3 separate regions of the Mus musculus genome follow, and all the other regions are linked to region 1. The links are chromatin contacts, called in public HiChIP or PLAC-seq and Micro-C maps. All regions are on one chromosome and are shown on one strand. The core of a region is the stretch at or near the end of the contact, and the rest is flanking DNA. Distances in the headings are between cores, read along the strand shown. Region 1 holds the start of Dnajc6 (DnaJ heat shock protein family (Hsp40) member C6). Region 2 holds the start of E130102H24Rik (RIKEN cDNA E130102H24 gene). Region 3 holds the start of Ak4 (adenylate kinase 4).

Evidence for each region. Hi-C and Micro-C count contacts between places; a contact is called where the count stands out from the background. HiChIP or PLAC-seq counts read pairs in DNA pulled down with a chosen protein or histone mark.
Region 2: a Micro-C map of embryonic stem cells shows a contact between it and region 1, with 8 times the contacts expected there. The contact joins the promoter of E130102H24Rik here to the promoter of Dnajc6 in region 1. A contact is called at or near these places in 1 of 39 promoter capture datasets (hippocampal neurons), 1 of 484 Hi-C or Micro-C datasets (embryonic stem cells), 3 of 115 datasets of contacts at active chromatin or transcription factors (embryonic stem cells and epiblast stem cells) and 2 of 9 other capture datasets (embryonic stem cells and pancreatic islet).
Region 3: an H3K4me3 HiChIP or PLAC-seq map of embryonic stem cells shows a contact between it and region 1, with 23 read pairs. The contact joins the promoter of Ak4 here to the promoter of Dnajc6 in region 1. A contact is called at or near these places in 1 of 15 datasets of contacts at CTCF or cohesin (the NIH/3T3 cell line), 3 of 484 Hi-C or Micro-C datasets (all in embryonic stem cells) and 2 of 115 datasets of contacts at active chromatin or transcription factors (both in embryonic stem cells).

What each region holds. Positions count from the first base shown.
Region 1 is chr4:101,548,681-101,552,081 of GRCm38.p6, forward strand. It overlaps Dnajc6 (DnaJ heat shock protein family (Hsp40) member C6), which reads left to right and starts at 1,914. Exons shown (of 19, transcript NM_001164583.1): 1 at 1,914-2,175. The coding sequence starts at 1,989. It overlaps Gm36012 (predicted gene, 36012), which reads right to left and starts at 2,521. Exons shown (of 2, transcript NR_168609.1): 1 at 2,456-2,521.
Region 2 is chr4:101,354,431-101,357,831 of GRCm38.p6, forward strand. It overlaps E130102H24Rik (RIKEN cDNA E130102H24 gene), which reads right to left and starts at 1,818. Exons shown (of 2, transcript NR_040708.1): 1 at 1,651-1,818. All of the region lies in intron 1 of 0610043K17Rik (RIKEN cDNA 0610043K17 gene), which reads left to right.
Region 3 is chr4:101,418,118-101,421,518 of GRCm38.p6, forward strand. Ak4 (adenylate kinase 4) reads left to right here and starts at 1,586. Exons shown (of 5, transcript NM_009647.5): 1 at 1,586-1,848. The coding sequence starts at 1,704.

The DNA of each region.
Region 1 (3,401 bases), core at 664-3,163:
TTCTGATGTGTAGCAAAAATAACCCAAAGTGCTCCTTTTGAAAATAACTGTTTTCACTTTCAGACCGTACAACAAGCATCTGCTAAGGCACGTAATGGACGCTAGACGTTTGTGTTCCCTGGTGGTCAGTAATGAATTGAGAAAGTACAGAAAGAGATTATTAAATGCCACTGGGAACTATTTTGTTACTAGAGTTTAAAAGTTATCGCTTCGGTGAAGTAACCAAAATAGCTCAAGACTTGCATGTTTGAAAGTATGGGGCCTGTGTTTAAAAATCATATTTCAGCTTTTCCTGCTACCATTCAAAGTTATTATAAGCAAGCATTAGCTCTGGATTCTGCTTCTGGCCTTACTGCACCTCAGCAGATGGGAACACACTGGACAGTTAGTGAAGGGATGAGAGGATCTAGCACCCCGCCTCTTGGACCTCTTCTGACTCCTTCTCAACCCATGAGTCTGTGCGATCTTTGAAGAAGAAAATGGTTGTCAAGCAGTTAGTTTGTTGAGTTTAGACTTATGAGGAGCTGGGATTTTCAGGGAATTTTGGGTTCCAGATGATCTGGATAGAAGGCTCTTAATTGCTGTCATTTGATTTTTGTGTCCTGATGTGATCAAAATAATAACAGCAAGAGACAACTATGTAAGCCAACAGGCAGGTCAGGCCGGCACTCTGCCTGTGCCCTGCCCCCACGCACAGCACACATGTGCACTCGTTCTTCTCCTATCACAGGAACATGCCAGAGTGCTTCTGAAAGGTTTGTCCTCTTAGTTTATCCAAGGGCTAGAAGAGGAAAATGATACTTTTAAGTCAACATTTTTATCTGGTCTTTCACCTGAGCTGAGGAGGGAGCCTTCTGAAATACTATCAGGTGAAAACAAGCTTTGGGTGTTTGCATCTTGAGACTGAACACAGTTCATATCTAGATTGTGGAGGCCTGACACTCACACAATGCTGGGGGACTCTTTGAGAATACAAAAAAGTCACAAGCGGACAGCTAGTCACATGGGCTTGCAGAGCCTTCTTCAAGAAGAGGGCCCTGCTGCTAATTAACTTTGTGACAGATCCCCTCTGATAATGGCTGTTTTTCTTGCCTACAACTATGAAAGAAAAATGAGGGGCGAGGCTAGAGGATGGAAAGAAAATCTGGTATATTTCTCTTCCCAGACATCCTTCAAGCCAGCTTGAGGAGTTGAGTTGAGGAGTCCTTTCTCCTTGTTCCTAGGTAAACGATAAGAAACCTGGAAGTGCACAGGACATAGTTGCTGAATAGATCTGGCCCTGGCTCCCTTACCCCCTTTAGCCAGCTTTCATATCCACAGCTCATCCCGTGCCAGGAGCGTGCAGAAATGCCGCTCCGCCTGCTCTGGGTACACAGATGGCCTGCCATCAACAGATTCCTTTTCCCCTCCTACTGGAGTTACAACCCAGTCCACCAGGTCGATCAACCCAGGCGTCTTTCACTTCCAACAAAGACCAGCTGAGTTACATGAAATGGGCGTGCCTGGCTCTCTCTCCAAGGGTGCTGGTCTCCAAGACACCTTCTCCCCTTTTTTTCCTGAAGCACGGCCGCGCTGACACACCCCTCCCTCCGCGTTGTCGTGGTCCCCTCCCCATCCCGCCCCGCCCCGTTTTCCGCTTTCAGCCTCCCTCCCTACGACTCTCCCCTCCTTTACTCTCTTCTGTTTATTCCCTCCCCCTCCAGCCACTCCGGGAGCTGCCCGGCTTTTGCCCGGCTACACCTACACTTCCTCGGGCGCTGTCCAGCCTACGGGTGGCCGGGGCCGGTTGGGTGCGCTGTGCCCGGGGCGGTGGCTGCAGAGCCCTTCCTGGTGGCCGCTCCCTTCTTTCCCTCCTCTTCGCGTCATGTCGGGCACTTGATTATTATTGTTATTTTTTTTCATCCCTCTCTTAGTCTGTCCCGTCTTCCCCTCCCCCTTCCTTTCCCAGGTTGATTTTTTTTTCTTCCCCCTCTTCTCCGGGCTTGCCCATGAGCCTCCTCGGGAGCTACCGGAAAAAGACCAGCAGCGATGGTTATGAATCTTTGCAGCTGGTGGACAGTCACGGGGACTCGAGCGCACGGGGCGCGGCGGCTGGCACGCAGAGGGCGACCGCGGGCGCGGTGCGTAGTCCCGCCCGGCAGCCTCCGCACCGCGCCAGCACCACGGACAGCTCAGGTAGCGGCCGCTGTGGCTCAGTCCTTCGGCCCGGTGCACATCCCCGGTCCAGGCTAGGAGAGGCTGGGTTGTAGGCCATGGCATCTAATACCACATGGTGTAACGTCTCTAATTTCTTTGGTCCAGGGAGCTAAGAAACGTTAGATCCGTCTGGAGGCTCGGTGACATTAGCAAGCACCTCTTAATCTCCCTAGGCTGCTGAATGCACCAGCTGGGGGCGGGGAGATGAGGAAAGGGAGGGGAGGAGAAGGGAGGGAGGGGAGCCAGGGGAGGGTGGTACCTGGAAGCAAAGTGGCTGGTTTCTCCGCCCAACTGTCTGAGCCGAGGTGAAGGAGAAATGCTTGGTGCTTTTGCTGTTTGCAGACCGCTTTTATACCAGTTGTTCCCCTGATGGCTGCTGTTATTTACAATTATGTAAAGCTCCTCTAGGGTTAATGTTTCCTTTCTCCCACGGAAGGCTTTACTGGGATCAAGAGCCCTGTTTAACAACACAGCCCTTACACTTTACACAATGCAATTTGTTTCCTCTGTTGTTGGCTTTGATCTTATCCTTTTGCATGCTAAAATTTCTTAAAGCTCCTCATATAGGGAGTTGGTTCTAAAGTTTGTATCTGTGTTTGCAAGTCTCAGAAAAATGTTTTAATGAGTTACAGACCTCTCAGACTCCGTGACAGTTAGCGATTTGTGTATCAAAACAGTCATCCAGGAATCCCTGCTGTCCAAAGACTTGTGTAAGGGCTGTTTGTGTACTTTTCCAGGATGGGAACCACAGGGGCCGGCTCTACCTTTGTGGCTTTAATCCTGGGGCAGCTAAGGACTCTGGTGGGAGTCATGTTGGGATGAAACCAAGTAGGATTTTATTCCTTGACTTTATAATCACTTGTGGATTTTAATTGTATAATGTCTTTCCTTGGGCTATCATTTTCTATTTCCGTCTTCCTGAAAGTGACATGAAATACTATCCCCAGATATTTGGTTGTTCTAGTTTAAAAAGGAGTTTACTAGTTAAGCTCTGGTTTAAATCAAAGAGGGTACTGGTGTGAGGTTCTCTCGGATCATCTTATATACAGTTAACATTGTTCCTAGTGGACTGCTGTTTTCAGGGTCTGGGAAGTGATGCTATGCTTGGTTATTTGAGCTGTGCCTGTCTAGATCTATGGTACATGAATGCTATTTATCTTCTGGCTCTCCTTCAAAGCTTTAAGAGATTCTTGTACTCTGACCCA
Region 2 (3,401 bases), core at 568-3,067, 190 kb before region 1:
TGTTTACATGCCAACACATATGAATAATAAACACCACACCTCAGTTATCATTCATGAGCCTCAGTATTCCAGACTACCTCGAGAAAAGCATTTACTAACACTATAGCTTTCTCTTCCCTTTCACGCTGGGTCACAGCTCACTTTGTTCCCCCAGCCGCTGATTTCAAAGTTGATCTCGTGAAGGAACTGGATTCCTAAGGTAGTTAGTTCTATTTTGAGCCTTCTTCCTGTTCTGAAGCTAAAGTTGGAAGGGCTTAGTGGTGATGTCATGGAAGGGAGAAGTGCCTTTTTTCAGAAGGGTCTCTTCTGGCAATTCCCAGGACACATAGGTGGTGAACGATCCCCCTCTCACCATCCCTCACCTCTCCTTCCCTCTGGAGTCCCAGTTAGTCACTAGCCAGGAAGAAAATCAACTCTAATAACAGGCAATCACACTTGCATATTTTATATTCCAAACATAATAAATGAAAAGACAGAGAAAAAAATTGCCTAGTTCTAGGAAAGGGGTGGGGGTGGCTATCTCTCCCCATCCACTCTCTCCAATATAAGGCCAGGAGGAGCAAAAGGCACTGCAGAAAACAGCTGTTAGGAAGAATTCAGGAGGCTCCGGGAGGAGAATGCTACGGGGGTTTTGGAAACCGGAACTTGAGGACACCCCCCCCCAAATCCTTTCTTCTTCCCTCCCTCTTGGAAGAGACTTGGGGCTGGGTGTGCCTTCTGCTTTGAGAAGCATTTGGCTCGGTAGAAAGGCAAGGGGCCAGGGTGCGGCCCACAGGGAATAAAAGCTTAGGCCTGGCTCTGGGCTAAGTTTAGTGGGAGATAGAGGAGACCGGAGAAGTGCAGGTCTGAGTGGAAGACCTACTGTGGAATTAAAAAAAAAAAAAACCCTCACTAGGGGCAGGGCGGGAGACACCTCTCTTTTTCAACTTAAACTCAACAGTTCATTGCCGGTGGGAAGAAGGGTGAAGAAAGAGACAAATTTTAACGTAAACTGTGAATTGCAACTTCTGGGGACTAGAGAGGGCTGACGTACCAACGCTATCAGCAGGTGAAAAGAAGCGCCTTTTACCAATTCTGGGGTGTCGAGGTCTGGCCAAGCTCTGGTGGGCAGGGCACTGTCTGGCTTCTTAGCTCACCTCGCCTCCAAAGCGGGAAGAAGCATAGGTGTGGTCTTTCTCCAGGAAGGTGGCAGCTGGCTTCGCGGGGCAAGGGAAAGGATTCCTCACCGGGAAGGCGGGGAGGAGCCCCGGGGTCAGCTGCGGCCAGGAGCCGGGGTCTTCGCCAAGTCCCCTCCCCCTCCTGAAAACCGACCTGGACTAGGATCGATTACAGCAACACCCTCTCGCCTTCCCAATAATTTCGCAAATAATAGTAATAAGCCCAGCCCCTCTGGCGCACGTTTAAAACAAACAAGCAAACAAACAAAAACCCAGAGCCCTGAGCGGTGGAAACAAACAGGTGAGTCCAGGGAGAAGCGGGAAAGAGTGGGGGATAAGAGGGGGGGCGTTCCCAAACGTAAGGGGAAACAGAGGTTCTCCCAACCTCTCTCCATTTTCCTTCCCCCTGCCCCCCAAGAGTCTGCGTGACAGGCTAGGTACCGCAAAGCCCACTCTGACAGCCTTCCCGCAGCCCGCGCCCCCGCCTGCCTACCCTAGGCTCCCGTGTCCAGGCTTCGGGGACCGCGCGGCGCTCGCCCGCACCCCGGCCCGCCACCGCCGCCGCGGGGACTCCGCTCTTCCTCTCTCCGCCTCCTCCTCGCAGACTCCTCCCGCCGGATCCGTCATGTAAACAACATCCCGGCTCTATTTCCAGCGGCCGCGGGACGGCGAGGGAACCGCGCCAGCGCCCAGCCACCGGGCGGGGGTGGGGGGAAAAGCGAGTGCGCCACAGCTCCGGGCCTGGCCCCGAGCTGCCGCCCCGCGCGGTCCGCCGCCTACCGGAGCTGGCGCCGAGCGCCCAAAGGCGTCCAACAGCAGCCTCCGCCCCCGCCGTCGTCTCCGGGCTCCGGGATACGGGGCCGGCCCGGGTGCGAGCGCCGTGCGCGCGCCGCACAGCCGCTCTCTGCGCCCCGCGGGCCGGCCAGGGCGCGCCGCCAGCCCGGGGCCGAGAGCGCAGCACCCGGAGCGCGCACACGGACGCCGCCCCCGCGGCCGCGCGCACCCCGCACCCACCTGCGCCCTCGGGGGTCCCGAGCCCCCCTTTCTTTGTTCATCCCGCTATTTGCATGAGGATTATCTAATGACGCAGCAAGGCTCGCCACAACGTGACCGTCGCCATTTTTCTGTTTTTATTCTAGCTTTGCCATGTGATAGATTGGGGAAGGGGGGGGGGGGGTGGAAAAGGGAGAGAGACAGGATTGAAGGAAAAAAAAAAAAAAAAAAAACTTCCGGGTCTCATGACCGGGAAGGGAGAAAAACAAAAGGGAGACGAGACACAACTCCAGGCGAAGGACGTGGTGCGTGTGCGCGCGTGCGCGCCGGTCTCTCCGTGCCCAGGAGCCGGAGGCTGGGGTGCTCCAAGCATCCTCCCATCATCAGGGTCCGCGGATCCTGGTTGTGCGGGCCTTGTGCTCCATCCTTCTGCTGGGTACCCGGCTGCCTGCCCTTGCCTGGCTCCAGTGGCTCAGTGGTCCATTCAAATAACAGAATCGGAAGACCGCTGCATTTTCTAAGTTGTAAAACAGTTCGCTCCGAGGACCCCCACATGGCGAGGGCAGGGGGAATCAGACCAGTTCAGATTTTCTTTCTGCTTCCTTTTCTCTTTTCCTAAAGCTGGACGCACAGCTTAGGGATGGTTTGTGGCGTTGCGGGCTTTTTGGTTTGGTTTGGTTTGGTTGGGCGAGGGCGTGCATCGTGGCTGGATTTATTGAGGTAGAAATTTAAATAAAAGGTTCAGTGCTAGGAAGGGTTGAGAAGACTGCTGCAGAGCTTTGGGCCGATTCGTGTTCTACCGTGTTAATTCACATTCACAGGACGTGATAGGTGCCCAGAGTTCACGGTTGCTGAAAGGATAAATGTCTGGAACTCTGCCAGGTCTCAGTGACAGAGTTTGGTGCTTTCGGTTACTTGTGTGTGTTCCTTCAAGAGCTTTCACTTTTGTTTCTCTTCTGCGTGCCTCTCGTATGATTGAAAGCAGAAGTGGACCTTAGCGTTGACTAGGGCGCTACCACTTACAGGTGAGAGACACAGGGTAGGTCTAAGCTAAATACCGTGTTAGACCCCAGTTTGTTTGGACCGAGAGACAGCTGAGGGGGTAAAGTAGAGCCTAGCACCGTGCAGCTGTAGTTCCGTTTTGTAACATTCCTGTGCCTAGAACTTAAAGATGGATAACTCAGAACTGCTAACCCCACAGGACTGCTGCGGGGGTTCATGACCTCTTCCGGCACCTTTCTTGAGTGTTGA
Region 3 (3,401 bases), core at 336-2,835, 130 kb before region 1:
CAAGGAACTAAAGGGATCTGCAACCCTATAGGTGGAACAACAATATGAACGAACCAGTACCCCTGAGCTCTTGACTCTAGCTGCATATGCATCAAAAGATGGCCTAGTCGGCCATCACTGGAAAGAGAGGCCCATTGGACATGCAAACTTTATATGCCCCAGTACAGGGGAACGCCAGGGCCAAGAAGTGGGAGTGGATGGCGACGGAGTGGGGGAGGATATGGGGGAACTTTTGGGATAGCACTGGAAATGTAAATGAAAAAAAAATACCTAGTTAAAAAAAAAAAGGCAGTGGCAAAAGCATGGTGAGTTCAAGACCATCCTGGGCTGTGAAGAGAAGCCCTGTCTCAAACAAATCAAAGCAAAGGCTGAGGCATGTGGGAGTATTGGTTGGTATGTGAGGGGCAAGGAAAAGAAAGCCGCCGTTTGAGGTGGTGAGCAGAGTCGAGAGTATTATATCCTTGGCAAAGAAGCCCTGGGATCCTCTGTCCTTCTCTCTCTTCCTCGGAGTACAGCCAAAGTCATCCTTCTCTTCCTCCTCTTCAGGGCGCTGGCATTGGATGGAGCCAGTCAAGGTTTTAAAACTTTGGCTGCAACTATGGGGCCAGGATTCGATCATTTGTTGTTGTTGTATATCAAGCAAAAAGAAGAGCGTTGGGTATACAATAGATCTTTTTTTACTTTTTTTTTTTTTTTTTTTTTTTGAGATTAGGTCTCAATAAGTAAGTAATAAGTTCAGGCCCGCCCACAACTTTCTACTCTTGCCAGGGCCTGCAGTGAACACTGGTGTAAACCACCCTGGTTTAAGGGACAGTCTCAGGCGTTTTGATTCCCTCACAGGGATTAAAACAAAGAGATCTCCACTTTACACTGCTAAGTATATGAACGAATGGTGCGTACATATTCCAAGCCTTCCTCCATCGGTACCTGTAAAGGTTGCATAATAAAATCACACAGCCTAGAATTGGACACAGGGTAGGCGCTCAACAAGTTGTGTTTTTCCTTCCCCTTGACAATAGACCGGGTCCCCAGGCGGTTCCTTTCTCTCTGGGCGTCTTCATCTCCGTTCGCCCCCGCAGCCTCAGCCTGGCTCCGGACACGCCGGGAGGGGAGAGGAGGGGGCGCGGCGGCGGTAGCGTGGAGCCGGCTCCCGGCTTACGTAAGAAGCAGCGAGTCCCGCGCGGCCAGCCCGGCAGAGGCGGCGCCGCCCAGCGGGATCCGGGCTAAGTCTGGCCGCGCTCCTTTCCACCGAGGTGTGTGTCTCCCCGGCTGCTCGGGACGGAGGTGGGCCCCTCCAGTTGCAGGCAGCGGCCACTGTGGGGGGAAGCGACAGTCACCGAGAAGCGCCCGGAGAGCTGCTCCCACTCTGCCCACGTGCGGGGACCGGCAGGGGCTTCCCGGAGTTGCGCGCCTGGACTGGGCAGCAGGGAAGGACTCGGGTGGGTCTGACTGACCTCTGACCCCAGAGGGCCGAGCTTGCAGGCCGGGGGATGGGAGTGGGGGTGGGGTGGGGGCTGCGACGGTTCACCGGAGCGGCCGGGGCCCGAGGAGGTGGCGGAGGGCGGGGCCGAGGGGCGGGGCAGTCTTTAAAGCCTCTCCTTTCCCCTGTAGGGGTGGCAGGCGAGTCCCCGCGTGCGGAGGGTGTCGAGGCAGGGGCTGCTGGGCAAAGTGCGCGGGCTGCCGTCCTGGCCACCGCCAAAGCCATGGCTTCCAAACTCCTGCGCGCGGTCATCCTCGGGCCGCCCGGCTCTGGCAAGGGCACCGTTTGCGAAAGGATCGCCCAGAACTTTGGCCTCCAGCATCTCTCCAGCGGCCACTTGTTGCGGGAGAACCTCAAGACCGGCACGGGTGAGGAGCTAAGGCGGGGGGAGTGAGGGTAGAGACGAGTCTGGCGGGTTGGTCGGGCCGGGAGCAGGGCGGTCGCGGGCTCGGGTCCCCTCGGCGCCGGCGCCCTGCCCCCGCCCGCGTGTGCCCGTGCGGGCTTGTACGTGCCGCGGCGCATGCAGCCGGCCGCCAGCCTGCCCGCCCGCCCGCGCTGCTTAACCGCGCCCGGGGGAGGCCGAGGCTGCTCGGCAGCGCCTCGGACTGCACTGGCCGCACGCGCGTGGGAAGGGACCCTGCACGGCAGGCCGAGGGAAACGCGAGCCTCTCGGCGGGGACCCTAACTGGCCTCTCGTGCCGCCTGCCGAAAGCCGAGCCCCTGGGTTCCCAGTTGTGGTCCTTCTCAACCGCGGGTCGCCTTCCCCCGCGAGGAGACGAGCACCGCGCCGCCCACCTGTGGGAGTCGCGGCCGCTGGCGCTCTGGGACTCTGCGGCTCGCTCCCCCACGGCCTCTCGCGCGCGCTCCAGCCTGGAGCTAAGTGCTGCGTGGCGGTGAAAGGCCTGTGGTCGGTGCAGGCGGCCGCGACGAACTGTCCCTGCTAACCCCCCCCCCCCCTCCTCAAGCCCAGCTTGGCCGCCTGCAGACCCGGAGACTTGTTCTGAAAGATTGCATTTTGAGTGCAGCTTTGCTGCAAGTGGCCTTTTGAGGTTGTCCCTTGGCGGATGCGGTGAAGTTGGGGGTCTAGATCGCCCCATCACTTAGTCTTGCAAGTGTCTCCCTTCTCCCCTCTTCCTCGGTTCCAAAGAAGGTGAGTTATCCGCGTGCTACTGTGGGGCGCAGACCATCCTGGGATGCTGATGAGTGTTAATTAGCAAACCCCTTATGAAATGTGTTGCCCATAAGATCCTTCCCTATTTCTGTTCTCATTTGTGTGCACGGTGGTTATGGCTTGTTATGGGTTAATTGTTAATAAATCTGCATTTCAGAAGCACCTAGGATCATGAACAGGTGGGTGGAGGACAATGTTGGAAAGCGATTAAAAGCAACCTCTTGAAGCATCTGAAAAGCTACTTATTATACCCTGAAGCAGGTTGCAAAGACCAGCCTTTATTTGGACAATCAGGGGTACTTTCCCTCATATGTGTGTCAGAGATAGAAGCGTTTGTGCGTACCGGGTCTTCTAATAATCTAGGCAGGTACCGCACCATGGAGCGACATTCAAAACCGGTTTTAAATTAGAATTTAAAATCTTATTTATTTGTTATTTGAGTGTGGTACTAGCTTTGTGCACGGGGAGCTCCCCGTGTCAAGTGCCTTTATTCATACTTTGATCCACCTCACCTGCCCATAGATTTGAGATAGTTACTGTATCAGTACACTCCACTCCCCAGTGAGATCCATTTTCTCTGTCGACCTTCATGCCTGTATGAACGCTCGGGAAGCACTGTACTCTTGAGCTCCATACAGGCGGTCCCCTCCTCTCTCATGGTCTTTCAGCATTTGGAATACAGTTTGGGAGGGGGGGCAATACAGTTGGAGGGGTTGTGCATGGGGTTGGGGCTCTCCCAGTAAGGCTATA